Linked DNA regions of Mus musculus: regions 1, 2, 3 and 5 are each linked to region 4. Evidence: chromatin contacts called from public HiChIP or PLAC-seq and promoter capture Hi-C data. All regions are on one chromosome and are shown on one strand. Each heading gives the region's core, a stretch centred on a gene start, on an enhancer-like site or on the middle of the called end of the contact. The rest is flanking DNA. Distances are from core to core; before and after follow the strand shown.

What was found. Promoter capture Hi-C pulls out the DNA fragments that hold promoters and counts their contacts. HiChIP or PLAC-seq counts read pairs in DNA pulled down with a chosen protein or histone mark.
Region 1: a contact with region 4 is called in an H3K4me3 HiChIP or PLAC-seq map of pro-B cells, with 5 times the contacts expected there. The contact joins the promoter of Mapk14 here to the promoter of Mdga1 in region 4. A contact is called at or near these places in 1 of 39 promoter capture datasets (pre-B cells) and 2 of 115 datasets of contacts at active chromatin or transcription factors (pancreatic cancer cells and pro-B cells).
Region 2: a contact with region 4 is called in a promoter capture Hi-C map of liver, with 8 times the contacts expected there. The contact joins the promoter of Glp1r here to the promoter of Mdga1 in region 4. A contact is called at or near these places in 2 of 39 promoter capture datasets (both in liver), 4 of 115 datasets of contacts at active chromatin or transcription factors (embryonic forebrain, embryonic stem cells and stem cell-derived neural progenitor cells) and 1 of 9 other capture datasets (embryonic stem cells).
Region 3: a promoter capture Hi-C map of liver shows a contact between it and region 4, with 5 times the contacts expected there. The contact joins the promoter of Slc37a1 here to the promoter of Mdga1 in region 4. A contact is called at or near these places in 2 of 39 promoter capture datasets (both in liver) and 2 of 9 other capture datasets (adipose tissue and liver).
Region 5: a promoter capture Hi-C map of liver shows a contact between it and region 4, with 5 times the contacts expected there. The contact joins the promoter of Abcg1 here to the promoter of Mdga1 in region 4. A contact is called at or near these places in 2 of 39 promoter capture datasets (both in liver).

The regions. Positions count from the first base shown.
Region 1 is chr17:28,690,057-28,692,902 of GRCm38.p6, forward strand. It overlaps Mapk14 (mitogen-activated protein kinase 14), which reads left to right and starts at 1,286. Exons shown (of 12, transcript NM_011951.3): 1 at 1,286-1,799. The coding sequence starts at 1,684. It also overlaps a transcript of Slc26a8 not described here.
Region 2 is chr17:30,900,590-30,903,290 of GRCm38.p6, forward strand. Glp1r (glucagon-like peptide 1 receptor) reads left to right here and starts at 1,278. Exons shown (of 13, transcript NM_021332.2): 1 at 1,278-1,365. The coding sequence starts at 1,288.
Region 3 is chr17:31,294,913-31,297,612 of GRCm38.p6, forward strand. Slc37a1 (solute carrier family 37 (glycerol-3-phosphate transporter), member 1) reads left to right here and starts at 1,312. Exons shown (of 20, transcript NM_001242427.1): 1 at 1,312-2,003.
Region 4 is chr17:29,887,293-29,890,001 of GRCm38.p6, forward strand. Mdga1 (MAM domain containing glycosylphosphatidylinositol anchor 1) reads right to left here and starts at 1,286. Exons shown (of 17, transcript NM_001368423.1): 1 at 155-1,286. The coding sequence starts at 221. It overlaps Gm41559 (a long non-coding RNA gene), which reads left to right and starts at 2,609. Exons shown (of 3, transcript XR_003952341.1): 1 at 2,609-2,698.
Region 5 is chr17:31,056,304-31,059,003 of GRCm38.p6, forward strand. Abcg1 (ATP binding cassette subfamily G member 1) reads left to right here and starts at 1,391. Exons shown (of 15, transcript NM_009593.2): 1 at 1,391-1,553. The coding sequence starts at 1,512.

The DNA of each region.
Region 1 (2,846 bases), core at 36-2,535, 1.2 Mb before region 4:
CTAGGTGGGAATGCAGGGTCGCATTGATCTTGTAGAGACTAGAACCAGGGCCTAAGAAAGCTCAACAGACTTACCTAAATGAGATGCGGTCAGAATGCTCGCCCTAGTAGTTCTCCATACTCTCAGAGGCATGAATTAAGTCTTTAATACCCACCCCCCAATTTTCTTTTAAATTTCTAAACTTTGGATGGCTCTAAAGGGCAAGAGTCGGTCTCAAACCCGAGTGATGGTTTTTGGGGTGTTGCACATACGGTCTCATCACTACACAGCAGAGGCTTGGTCTCCTGGTTTTTCCAAATGCTAGAATTACAGGATTTGTAAATACAAATAAACAAATAAATAAATAAACAAATAAATAAATAAGAAGGGTCCCCTGGTCTTTCCAAATGCTGGAATTACAGGTTGTGTATAAATAAATAAATAAGAGAAAGGTCTCTTGGTCTTTTCAAATGCTGGAATTACAGGTTCTGTACATATAAATAAATAGTATGAAAGGGTCTCCTGGTCTTTCTAAATGCTGGAATTACAGGCTGTGTAAATAGATATATATGTATGCATGTATATGAAGGGTTTTCTGGTCTTTCCAAATGCCGGAATTGCAGGTGGTGTAAATATAAATAAATAAATGAGAAGACCTTCCTGAAATGGAATGACCTACTTGCAGTGTGTGTGTGTACCTTCCCCTTCCAGTAGTGGGTATTGAACCCAGGGCCTTGCAAATGCTGGTCCCCAGCCTGGAAGTGGCCATTCATGATGTCTACCTCTGACCTCGTGCATTGGAACTCCCTGTGGGTCCCTGGAACCTCCTTCTGCCACTTCTGCCTGAAAACATGTAGGAGCGCCTGGAGGGAGAGCCTGGGCTTTGAGGCAAGACTAATATTTGCCTAGGGGGCAGGTTTCACCAGCATCCCGAGGTGAGCCACTTGTCCTTGAGCAGACCGGAATGCGACAGCTTTCTGGACAGGGCCTGTCTGTTCTTTCAAGTTGTTCTTGGAAATTGACGACTCTAGTGAGCAGGTTGCTCGGAGTTCAAAGATCATTTGGCTCTCTTCCCCGACGCTGTCACAGCGGCTTTCCGCCATGGCGCCAGGCATTCGCCCGTGCGACCACAGAGAGGCGCGCGCGCCCCGCGCTGCGGCCTCCACCCTTGGCGCCCCGGGGAGCCCAGTCCCCGAGAGTTCCTGCCTCGGCTCCCCAAGCCGCGTCCCTCTTCTCGCGAGATCTGCCGGCCCTGCGCGCTCTTCTCGCGACCCCCCGCCCCGTGGGCAGGTTCCATATTGGGTAAGATCTGGATTCAGAGCGGGGCCTCCTTGGAGCTGTTCTCGCGAGAGTTCCGCGAGAGGCTCCCGGCCGCTGCCTGTGGGATCGCCGCCACTGGAGCCCAAGCGGGGCGCTGAAGCGCGAGCGGGTGTCTTGCGGCGTCGGCGTGCGCTCCCTCCCCGGGGAGCGGCTGCAGGAGGACCGCGGCGGGAGCAGCCTCGAGCCGTGCAGCCGGCTCCGGCACCTTGCCGACGCTCGTAGGAGCCGCCGCGGCTGACAGGGGCGGCGGGTCGCAGCCTCCACACCTGCGCGGGTGGCGGGCGCGGGGTCCGGTCTGCCGCGGGCGGGCGCAGAGGAGAGCGTGCGGCTGCAGGCAGGAGCCCCCGCTCGGCCACCTCCTCGCCCCGCTGCTGCCGCTGGAAGATGTCGCAGGAGAGGCCCACGTTCTACCGGCAGGAGCTGAACAAGACCATCTGGGAGGTGCCCGAACGATACCAGAACCTGTCCCCGGTGGGCTCGGGCGCCTATGGCTCGGTGTGGTGAGTGTCGCCGGGCCTCGGGTTAGGGGTGGGGTGGGGGGACGCGGTGGAGCAAGCAGGGTGGCCCTGCATGCCTGAGGGCCAGGCCTGTCCCCACAGCTCAGCGATGCGCCCAGCGGCAGGAATTCTCCTCCGGGCGTGTCTGGGGGTGCAGGGGGCAGCTGGAGCGGGACGTGTCCTGCACCCCTCGCCCTGCATACGCAGGTCGGGGGCGAGCCGTGTGCGGGAGCGGGTCAGCTGCGGACGCGGTGGGATGCTTCTCTACCCTGCGCTCTCCCTGCTCCCAAGACTGGCCCTCCCGGGGGTCCTCTGCTGCAGCGCGGCCTCAGGACCCTGCCTCCGGGTACCGCCACTCGGGACGCGGGAGCCCTGCCCCGGGGAGCAGACGAGCTGGGCGGAGCTCCAGCGAGGAGCTGTAGGGCAAAGCCTGACCCGGGGACTGCGGTCACCTGAACGAAACTTGCAAGAGAAAGCGCTCCTTTCCCGGAATTTTTTTTTTTTTCCTTTTTTCTCCCCCTTTTCCCATTTTTGCAAGCCTCCATCGAAAAATCCTGTCTCAGGAAACGTTCCTTTGGGATTCGCACTTGAATTAGCAGCACCCCGAAGAGCTTAAAATACCGACTTTATCTCGGGGACCACGGTGCCAGCTTGCGTGGTGTGTTTCCGATTCGGTTGAAAGCGTATTTCCTTTTCGGGGAGGGAGGGTGGCAGCGCCTTGCAAGGACGCTCCAGCTCGCCGCTTAGTCACATACCACTGCTCATTTCAGTATTGTTTGACAAAACAGTTTTCCATACCGAGCAGAGGGGCGCCCCTCAAGATCAAGAAGGTAGGACTAGAGCTGGAGGTGTAGATAGCTTTTAATTGAAGTAATTCATGGGGGTGCTTTTCTTTTTTTTAAGTCCCTTAGAAGATTTGCGGAGTTTTATCAGCTTGTAAGTACCGAGGTACGTGGTGGTTTTCGGGAGATCCTGGAACATAGGAAACGATGCTTTTTAGCTTTCCTTAACACCGGGTGGGGGAGGGGGGTAGGAGTGGGGGGGGGCCTA
Region 2 (2,701 bases), core at 28-2,527, 1.0 Mb after region 4:
TGGATGGTCCTGACAGCTAAACAGCCAAGCCTGTGTGGCACACAGGGGGAACCTGCTTGACCTCAGGCTGGGGCTAAAACAAGGGACTCAAAGGCAGAGCTCACCAGAAGGGAGCTTCTCTCTCTGAGTGGAGCGCGCTCCGCACCTCTCTTGGCTGTCTCCCTCCGCGGGATTGAGCACTGGATGTATAGACCCACTTCCTGCAGGACTTTGGGAAGTTCTGTAATCTCTAAGAGTTGCAGCTATGCATCCAATCTCTCTTCTCTTCCAGAATGGTCCAGACTAGCCCTAGGCAGGTCCAGGGCTGAGTAGAGCCACACCCAACTTCCTTATACTAGTTCATGGTGGGGGGGGGGTGCATCCTCTTGCCTTCCTCAAGAGGTTAGTGGTACACCTCGGCTTGCCTGTCCCACTTATTAACTCACAGAAGAGGTAGGAGTCTGGAGCTCTCCCGACCTGTACTGCAGCCAAGGGCAAAGGTGTGGTGTAGGAAGACAGACTGAAGTGCATAGGGTAAGCTAGTCAGGGCACACATTGTAGCAGGCCCAGGGACAGCAAGGGGTGGACAGGGAACATTTGGAAAGTTCTAGAAAAACAGAATCCAGCCTCAACCCTCTTCACCCTGCAATTTCTAAAGTTTTAGATAGAAAGGACCCTAAGGACTCTTCTGGGATCTCTTGTCCTGATCCCTACCACCTTGACTGCTGTGCAGGCCCAGAAGGCTGGGCTTGGGATGAGGAGAGGATTGGGGAAGTAGGTGGCACCCAACTAGTCCGATCTTTCTTCCCTAGTAACTAGCAGCTTGTGGGATACTTTCCAGAAGTCTGACCAACACTATGACCTTGTACCAATCCTACACCTTTCCTGGCCTCAGTTTCCTTTTGGAAGCACTGACTCGGTGGGGGCGTGGCTTTCCTTAGTTGAGGGGGAGCCAGGAGGAGATCGGGGTGCGGGGGTGGGAGGCGGGCTCCACTGGTCGCAGCGAGCTGGCCAGGCGCAGGCACCACAGGCGCTCAGAGCTAGAAGCTCCGCTCCTGCGGCTCTTAAACCTGAGTGGAGCCCGCGGGGAGCACAGCGCCGAACATCTCCTGGCCCGGGACGCTGGAGGCCGGTCTGGCCCCGGGCCTCCTGAAACCCAGGCGGAAGAGGACAGGGACCCCGCCCGATCCCTCCTGCGGACGGGCGGGGCGGCCCCACGCCAGCTCCTCCCCCCGCAGCCCGGCAGGGATCAGTCGCGGCGCGCGGTTCCGCAGGTGGCAGCTATGACCCAGTCCTGAGCGCCCAGCCATGGCCAGCACCCCAAGCCTCCTGCGCCTGGCGCTCCTGCTGCTCGGGGCGGTGGGCAGGGCCGGCCCCCGCCCTCAGGTGAGCCCTGGGAACCCCGGTGACAAATGGGAGGGGGACGCTGCGGTGTTCTGCGGGCACAAGAGCTAGCGGAGGGGCTCCTGGACTTGAGCAGAAACTCCGGGACCCCAGACAGGGGAAGTGCAAGGCTCAGGCGAGGAAGAGACAGAGGAGTTGAGGAGTCCAGGTGGGGATTGGACATGAGGTGACTACCCTCATCCTGAAGAGCTGCCTCACTTCTCGGCTCCAGCTGCTCTGTCAGGGCACCAGCTGCCCCAGGGTTGCCCTGCTCTGACTTCTGCGACCCGTCTTTGTCCCTTATTACTTTCCCAACTCCTTTTCCAAACCCACTGGCACTCTGCCTTCCCTCTGTACTCAGAACCCCTGCGGTGCCTTCCCCTGCACTCCTCCTGGGCTTCCTTGTGTATGGGGTACCCAGGAAGCTCTAGAGGACCGAAGGGGCCTGGTTGTAGAAATGCAGCTTCCTCCCATCACCTCATCACAGTCTTTGACTCATAGCCCCAGGGACCCTGCAGCCTGTTGTCCTTCCTGATGACCTCCCAGGTGGCACTGACTTGCCACCTCCACCCCAGCCTCTGCAGCAAACATGCAGCAGGTTCCCTGTTTCTTCTGGATCAGCCAGGCCCTCTCATACACTCGGCTAATACCCATCCTAGACCCCCTTGGATTAATAACCCACCAGAAAGAATACCGAGGGTCACCGGAACATCCAACCTCCTTGGTGTCGCCAAAGACTAGGTCGCAGCTGGACTCTTGTGGGCTCTTCTCTGACTCTCTCTGACCTGCCTGTGAATCCTGCCCCAGGCTCCTGCCCTGGCCATGATGGCCAGCTGCTTGTATGGAGGGCGGTTGTTCAAATGTGCCAGGATACCCTTGCATAGAAGAGGCCCAAGGCTGGGCAGTGTTCCTATAGAAGGGAGTACTTTACACATCATGTCTTGTGTCCACCTCCAGAGCTAAAGGGCTTAACCGTTGGGGAGTGGGCCTGCATCCGTTTGAGCTTGGTCTGACATAGGAGGGCACAGACCTCAGCCCTGGCTGAGAACCGAGTTGTGGACAGAGGTGCCTCCCCAGGAAGTGCACTGTCTCAGCTCCCAAACCCTTTCCCAGATTAATCCTCTCCCTGTTCTCCAGGGCCAACTGTCCCCAAGAGATACCTTCCCAGTCTCTGGCACTGCCTCTCTGTTCCCCTGCAGGCCATGGCTTTCCTGGTGACATTGGGATCTTTCCAGCCACAACCGCAGATTCGCTGCTCAGTTCCTTCTTGTGAGGCAGGATGGTGGGGATTTGAGCCTTCTGGTCCTAGGCTGCTGTGGGTCACATTTGCAGATTAGGT
Region 3 (2,700 bases), core at 62-2,561, 1.4 Mb after region 4:
AAAACCACGGAACACAGGCATAAGGGCAAGGGACTCTTGAGCAAGCTTGGTGATGGCAGGCCTGAGAACTAGTGACATGGGGAGGAGGCGCCTAGAGTAGATGTAAGCGTCCACTTGAGTTGCTGCCTACAAGGAATGGAGAGTTAGGGAGGAAAAAAAGGGGGGTGGGGTGGGAAACATCTAGCCAAAGGAACAGGGTAGAGTGGCCAGAGTTCCCCGGCCACTTCTATATGAGATGTGGGTGCAGGTGGCTCAAACAGGAAGTCAACTTTGCTTGTAGGGTACAGAACACTTCTCAAAAGCCTGTAGATAGAAGTATGGCTGGGCCTTCCCCAATTCAGCAGACTGCGTTCGCGCTTGTGGCGCGGGTGGGCTGTGGGGAGGAGAGTGAAGCTGTGGGCCGCCTGTACACCAACCAGTCTGAAGAGGGCGCTAGTTACCCCCGCCAAACACTCCTCACCCTCGCCCTGGCTCTCTCTGTTCATGCATCGGGTTGGTTTTGGTTTAGGCACGGTTTTACCCAGTGGGTGTTCCTAGGAAGTTGTTTTCCTGCCTGGTTTTGCTGTTCCAGGCAGGTGCTGATCTGCGGCAGGGGGCTGAGCGGCAGGACTGGCTTTGGATGCCAGGCCAGGCCGACACGTGGAGGCGTGAGGCAGATGCCCTTTAGAAAAGTAATCAGGCCCTTCCCGGACTTTCCAGGATCAATTCTTGGCAGGAGGTGTGGGGTTTGAAAGATAATTATCCGGAATTGACCAGGAAGCTGTGTGCCAGGGCACTTCTCATGACCGGGGTGGCTGGCCTTCAGGACTTAACCATGCAAGCCATTTATCACACTGACACAGGTGCGGTACCAGGCGTGTGCCAGCTCCATTTGTAGCATACCGGATGCTCTTGACTCTTGACACTTGATGTGGTAGGCCGAGAGAGGCCATCCTCAGTCCAGGACTCCGAGGGAGCAAATCTTTACCTCGGAACTTGTCTATGTCGCTGGCATTAGTAAGGTCCGCCTCGGGGACAAAAGCCTGGTGGTGGTGAGGTCCCCTAGGAGCTAGCGTTTGGCTGCTGGGCACCATGCCAGTAAGAGCCCGGCGTCCTGCGGGGCCTAGGAGAGCATGACAGGCAGGTGTGGGGACCCAGGAACAGCTAGAGGATGCTCCAGCTGAGCATCTCCGGGCTGTGTGCGATCTGAGCATCCCTTGGGCGCGCGCGGGGCCGGGGTCAGGGGGCGCGCGGGAGAGGGAGGAGCCGCACAGGGTCGGCGTTCACAGGGCCGGGAAAGTGAAAGGGCGGCCGCTCCAGGAAGTCGACGGCAGGAAGCACGCGACGCGGGCTGCGGAGCGCAGGTAGGCGCGGGGACAACGGAGGACCCTCCCCAGCGGCGCTCACCTGCCAGCCGCCACGCACCTGCCGTGGGCCCCGCTTCGGCCTCTCCGCCGTTTGTCTCCCTCTGCTGTGTGGCTGGAGAGCCGGGGACAAACCAAGCGCTTTTCCTAGAGTGGGACGTCTTTGAAGTAAGGGCTCCTAGAGTGGCCTTGAGAGACAGTGCGGGGGCGATCCGGTGCTGGTGACGTTGAATTCCCGGGGAAAGTGGAAGCAAAAGGTTCCCTGAGACCCGGGGGCTGGGGTCGCCTAGCTGTGATGCTGGGTCCCCTCCCGGCCCCAGGCCGCGAGTGACAGCTGTGAGAAGACGCCTGCCGGAGACCCAGCGCTTTGTCTGCTGCCGCTCGTAGGGGACGTGGGCGTGCCTGTAGCCTTCACCACCCGGCCAAGCGGCTGTAGGACCTGGGAGGAGGAGCCGGCTCGCAAAGCCCTTGGGAAAGCTCTCAGCCAGCACCCTGGGCTCCGGTTGTTTGTTTGCTAAAAGAACTGCTTCCCGGAGCCCGGGCTCTGTGGCCAACGCAGTGACAGCCACCGTCTGGGCGGTAATAAAGGGTTTAAACCACCGGAAAAGTCCCCCAGCTCCGCGCACTTAGGGTCCACCCAAGGATCTTGGTGGCCCGCAGGTAAAGATTTGCATTTGAACGGAAGACCCTCCCCTTGCTCTTGGTTTAAATTCTTAAGGTGCTTTTTCCTGGTCTTTAGAGCTCTCTGCACCTGCCTGCCTCCCTACCTGCCTTCTCGCCCTGGAACTTAAATTGCGTGAAGTTGGGCGAGTTGGTAAATATATTATTCGGCTTTACACAGAATTCCCTCTTTTGGGGGTCCTGTTTGCACCCTGAGTTCCTGGGAGTATTGTTACAGGTCTGGTTCGGTGGAGAACACCCGGGGTGCGTTGTTTGCTGTGAGTGGGCTAAGAGCTATGGTGGATAGAATTCTGACTCCTTGTATTTAAGCTCAGGACAAGTGAAAATAACAGTTTCTGTTTATCTCCCACGGCCAATGGAGCCTTTAAACGCTTAGAAAGGGCTCGATTAGAGGAGTTAGTGTTTGTCTTGGTTTAAAACAAAACTCTTGAAGCTTTTGGAGGGAGTTTGGTTCCCAGGTTTGCCCTTTTATAAAGTGCCATCATTTTGACAGGTTGCCTTAGGCTGCCTTGATGTTGCCTGTGTGCTAAAGACTGGAAAACCCCCCTTGGGGCATTGCTCTTGCTTTTGCTAACTCCCACCCACTCCTGAGTCTCCTTGAAGGGTTGATGGGTTCTGGGTAGCTCAGAGCCCGGTAGCTGGGAGGATCGTGGGTGTGTCTGTCCGTCCCTCAACT
Region 4 (2,709 bases), core at 36-2,535:
TCGGGAGCAGCCTGCTCGGTCTCCCGGCGCCCAGGCGAGGGCGGAGACGCGGCCATCAGTGCATCCACCAAGCCCCGGCAGCGCGCACTTTGAGCAAGATCTTGTAAAGTTTCCGGGCGGCTCCGCCAGGGTAGAGCGGGACGCTGGCTCTTACCATAGACTCCTTGTCCCCGACAGTGGAAGGGGATAAGCGCCAGAAGTAGAAGACAGGTCACCTCCATCTTCACGGCCAGTGCTTCATCCCCGCGAGGCGGCGCAGCCTGAGAGGCGGCGGGGGGCGCATCCGCCGGGGCACCGCTTTGCCCTCTGCGTTCCCTCCTTTTCCCTGAGTCGCGACGGAGAGGGCGGCGACCGAGACTAGGAGTCTGAGCAAGCCGCGACTCGGCTCTGTCCTCTTCCCACAGGGCGGCTGCCCGGGTGGAGACGCAGGGGGCGCTGCCCCAGACCTTGAAGCCTCTGCGCACCGGGCGCAGCAGCCAGCTCCCTGGCCCAGAAAGCTCGGCCACCGAGCAGTCCTAGGTCCCCAGGGCTGTCCACCGAGGGTGCTGAACGCGGGGGGACCTCTCTGCTGCGGCGGCCGCGCTCCGATCCAACAGGCCACCGATGCCTGACAAACTTGTCTTTTCCCCGCCCAGGGGACGCCCCTCCGCGGAGCCAGGCCAGGAGGCCCGGACTCTGCTTTGGTTAATCCGCTGGCTCCAGTCCTGCAGTAGGTGTGGAGGGCTCCGCAGCCCGACCCAAGGGAGCCGGGCTGGGCGCCCTTCCCGGAGGCGAGGGCGCCGGGTCCCGGTCCTCTGGAGCGCTGGAGCAGCGAGGACTAGGTTCGGCAGCGGGGCGAGCGCTCCGGGTCCCCGAGTCCGCGAAGTTAGCCGAGCCGCCGCCGAGGAATCCGGGGGAGGCGATCGCGTCCCGGCGCCCCCGCGGGAATCCAGAGAACGGTTCCAAAGCAAGAGGGACCGCAGCCAGCAAGGGAAAGAGGAAAGTTTGAGTCCTTTGAAAATAATTCGCGCTCTTGCGGAGGCCCGGGCTCAGGAGCTGCTGGCCGCCTCCTCTCTCCCCGCTCCTCTCCCGCCGTCTGGCCGCCGCCGTGGCATTCCCGGGCTCCGCGATCTCGGGAGAGCGGGGCTGCGCCGCGCCCCAAGTTGGGCGTCCCCGCCCCCCTCCCGGCGGCCTGGGCCCGAGAGGGCCCCAGCGGGCGGGGCCGGGCGGGCTCCGGGGCACCGCGGCCACTCCGGCTCCGGGGCCGCGGGAGCGCTCCGCTCGCTCCCTAACTTGGGCTTCGCTGTGCTGCTTTCTGGTCCCTCCGAGCTTTTCATTCCGCGCTTCCTCCACCTCCCCATCACCACCACCCCGCCTCCCGCTCTCCCTCCTCCCTTCTTCCCTCCTCCCATCTCCGCGATCGGTCTCTCGCTCTCCCACCCTTTGTCGCTCGCTCGCTCTCCTGTTTGATTCCCCTCCAGTTAAAAAAAGGGGAGCCAATTAAAGGCAGCCCAGCTCGCCCGGCCCAGCCTCTGTCCAATTTCCTTGCTTCCCCCAGGACCAATTAGAGAAAACAAAACAGGGCTGGGGGAAGCAGTCTCTCTCTCTCTCTCTCTCTCTCTCTCTCTCTCTCTCTCTCTCTCTCTCTCTCTCTTTCCCCGCCCCCCCCATCTCTCTCTCCCTATCTCCGCCTCCCCCACCAGCCCCCTGGCAGAAAAATGTCAGAAAGCAGCAATGGATCCATCTATCCCGAGGACAGTAGCGGGAACGTGGGTTCGGCGCGGGCTCTGCAGCCGCGCACTCGCACACGCTCTCCGCCCTCCCTTGCACAGCCCAGGCTGGCAAAGCCCTGGCCGGGTGCAAACGCTCGCCGCACGCTCGCCGGGCAAGCACCGGCGGCTGGTTGCTGGGACGCAAGCCTGCAGGGCACTGGACACTTAATGAATGTTTTGCACTTTGGAGAAGGTGATACTGGAGCCTAGGATCGGAGGGAAAGGCCAAGGCGTCTGCTTCTCCTAGACCAGAGCTGGCGCGAGAGGCGGTTGCCTGCTGTCGCTCTGCAGGGATGTTGGCTCGGCTTGGGAATCCCGCCACCTCCACCACCACTACCCGCCCCTGGCAGAGCCCCAGCCCCTTTCCAAGCTGCCTCGGCCTCTCCCCGGGTCGGGCGCCGGGGACGCTGCCAGAGGCACTGAGGAGGAGGACGCGCTTGCAGCTTGCAGTGTCCTAGCTGAGGCCCACAGGTTGCCAACAGGTTTGCCAGCAAGACCCCAGTGCCAGAGCTCCACAGGGACACCCAGGGTCCCCTTCAGCCCGCTTCTCTCAAATCCTGCCTACCCGTGAGACCTCAGGCGTGGCCAAGTGCCCTAGGGGTGCTCGCGCTTCCTGCAGCCAAGCCGGGAAGCCTGTCTCCCCCCACTTCGAGACTCCGTCACCTTAACCCGGCCCTCCCCGAAGCTGTGACCAAGATGTAGTTCCTTCCAGACGCCCTTGGGGAGGGGCGTGGGCTGGGCAGAGAGGCGCACGACCTCCCTGGCGCCTCCGATAGCGTCCTCCCTCCAACCCGGTCCTGCTAATCTTACCTGCTCCACCTGTCGCCGTTATTTATCTCGGCGTGAGCGCAGGGATTGTACTAGAGCGGCCCGTGGGAGCGCGGACAGCACAGCCGCAGCAGCTAACAAGCTCGGAGGTTAGATCCTGTTCAGGATCTGCTGCAATGGTGGGTCCATG
Region 5 (2,700 bases), core at 141-2,640, 1.2 Mb after region 4:
CAGAAACCTTTCTCACTCCCTGGGAGGTTTGTACTCTTTTTTTTTTTAATCTGAATTTTATTTTTATTTTTTTTCTATCCTTTTTTTTTCCATTTTTTATTAGGTATTTAGCTCATTTACATTTCCAATGCTATACCAAAAGTCCCCCATACCCACCCACCCCCACTCCCTTACCCACCCACTCCCCCTTTTTGGCCATGGTGTTCCCCTGTACTGGGGCATATAAAGTTTGCGTGTCCAATGGGCCTCTCTTTCCAGTGATGGCCGACTAGGCCATCTTTTGATACATATGCAGCTAGAGTCAAGAGCTCCGGGGTACTGGTTAGTTCATAATGTTGTTCCACCTATAGGGTTGCAGATCCCTTTAGCTCCTTGGGTACTTTCTCTAGCTCCTCCATTGGGAGCCCTGTGATCCATCCATTAGCTGACTGTGAGCATCCACTTCTGTGTTTGCTAGGCCCCAGCATAGTCTCACAAGGAGGTTTGTACTCATAACCTTCTAGAATGCCCTGGCTTTGTCAGCCTTCTTGATACCAGATAGGGCCATCGGTCCCTCCGGTATTAGAAGCCCACCCTCTTCCCTCCAAACTCAGCCACACCCACTTTTCTTTCTGTGATGCTAGGGAGAAGCTTAGCTGAGGTCAAGGATCTGAGGATGTGACAACCACTTGCCTGCCCCTTTCTAGGAGAGCAGAAAGTACCCCAGCACACCCAAGTGTTGGAGCGGGTGGCTCTACTGTGCTGGGGGTGACAGAGAATCATTTCAACAGAAGACTTAGTTTAGGATCTGAGGTTGGGATTAAAGATTTTCACCACGGTTACCACGCAACGTCCCATTTACAAATCACAGGGGTTTCAGTAGGGTACAAGAACGTGGCTGTGTAAGACACTGGAAACACCCCTGTGGCTTATTTGGGGATGGAGTGGTGCTGATGGAGACCTAGGAGCTATCTGTATGAACGCCCATGCTGCCTCAATTTAGGGTCACCGCACACTAGCGCTAAGGGAAAAGCCCTGGGGCTGTTTTCTACGTTTGTCCCTGGGGCTTCTACCTGGAAGGCATGCATAACAAAGGCAGAACAAAGGAGCCACCTGCCTTCTTCCCTATCCCATTGATCTCAAGCTACCTCGGGAGGTTTCCGAAACAAGGACCCCGTGGTTTGTAGGGCGCCCCCACTGGTTCGTCTAGGGTTGAGCTGGCCCAGCTCCTGCAGGGTCCCTGAAGTGGGCTTCCCAGGCCCAGGCGGTTGGGAGAGGCCTAGCAGACAGCTTCGGGTCCAGAGCATCCTCCAGCCGCTCCGCAACAGGAGCAAAACAAGAGCACGCGCACCTGTCGGCGCCCCGCCCCCTCCGCCCGGCCCAATCGTGGGCAGGGGCGGGGCCGGGGCGCAGTCGGAACCCGCGCAGAGCGCCGCGGAGGAGCAGGAGCAAGCGCAGCCTCGTTCCTGCAACCTCGTCCCCGCCGCCCGCAGACTTGTCTCCACTGCCGCTGCCGCCGCCGCCCCCGGGGCATGGCCTGTCTGATGGCCGCTTTCTCGGTCGGCACCGCCATGGTGAGTCGCACATCCTTCGCACTCCGGGCTGGCTTTTATCTTCTAAGGAAACAGGAAGCTCAAAGCCAGGCTGGCTGGTCCTCACACCAGCCGCCTATGAGCGCATCCTCCGGGCGCTGACCTGGGGTGCTCTGGAGAGGTGCCCGGCGCTGCTCGACTCCGCCCTGGCCACCTGGAGCTTTGAGATGCTCCTGTACTGGCTTAGGGCATCCAGAAGGTGGAGTGGGGCGCGGGTAGCGAGCAACCCCACAAGTGGACAGGTAGATGGCCTTGACTTGTCCGCCTCCTGGGTGAGGGGCTGGAGATGTGGAAGCGCACTGGGGAGGGACTGCAGGCTCAGCCCGAGGGAGGGGAGGGTCAGATCTCTCTGAGGAGCTCTGTGGAGCGGGCAGACGGCGGGGGACTTCTTGCGCCACCCTCTGGAGTCCTGGGCACAGTGGGGGGGGGGGGACACAAAAAGAGAAACTGCGCCCCACGAAACGGAGCCTGCTCTCCTGCGCTCCCCAGAGACAGCTACTCTTGGAGGAGGCAGCGAAGTCCCAGGGGAGACAGAGGAGGACGAGCTCAGATCCCTGCCAGGGTGAGGGTAGGGTGTGGGCATTTACACGCCCCCATCCCCCCAGATACCAGTGTTAGGACAAAACCTGGGTGCTACAGAATTGCTAGACAAGTATTGTTTCTCAGAGGTGGGCAAGCGTCTCCTCTTCCACGGTCACTCAATGCTCCAGGAGAAAGCTAACATACAACAACAAAAACCAGCCCACCATCTGTCTGGTCTCACCCTTGGCCCTACCGGCTCTGTCTAACAAGCGGACATTGCGGTTAATAACCTCTTAAGCTGACTTCAGACTGTGGTGGAGTATAAACAGCAAGCCCTCCGTTTTCCCACCCGAATCGTGCCTTTCTTTCTGTTACTAGCCTGCCTGTTCCTTCCCAATACGCTAGAAGCCCACATCTCACAGTCCCTCCCCTTTATTTCATTTTTAGCATCCTGTATTTGAAGTCAGCAAGGCTCCCCAGGATTTGACCGACAGTTACCTCTTGCCTTGCGCTCTAGAGGAAAAAAAAAAAAAGCACTCGGCTTTGTGCGCATGCTCTGCTCTGACAACCGCATCCTGTGATTCCAAACAGGTTACTGTAGAACTCG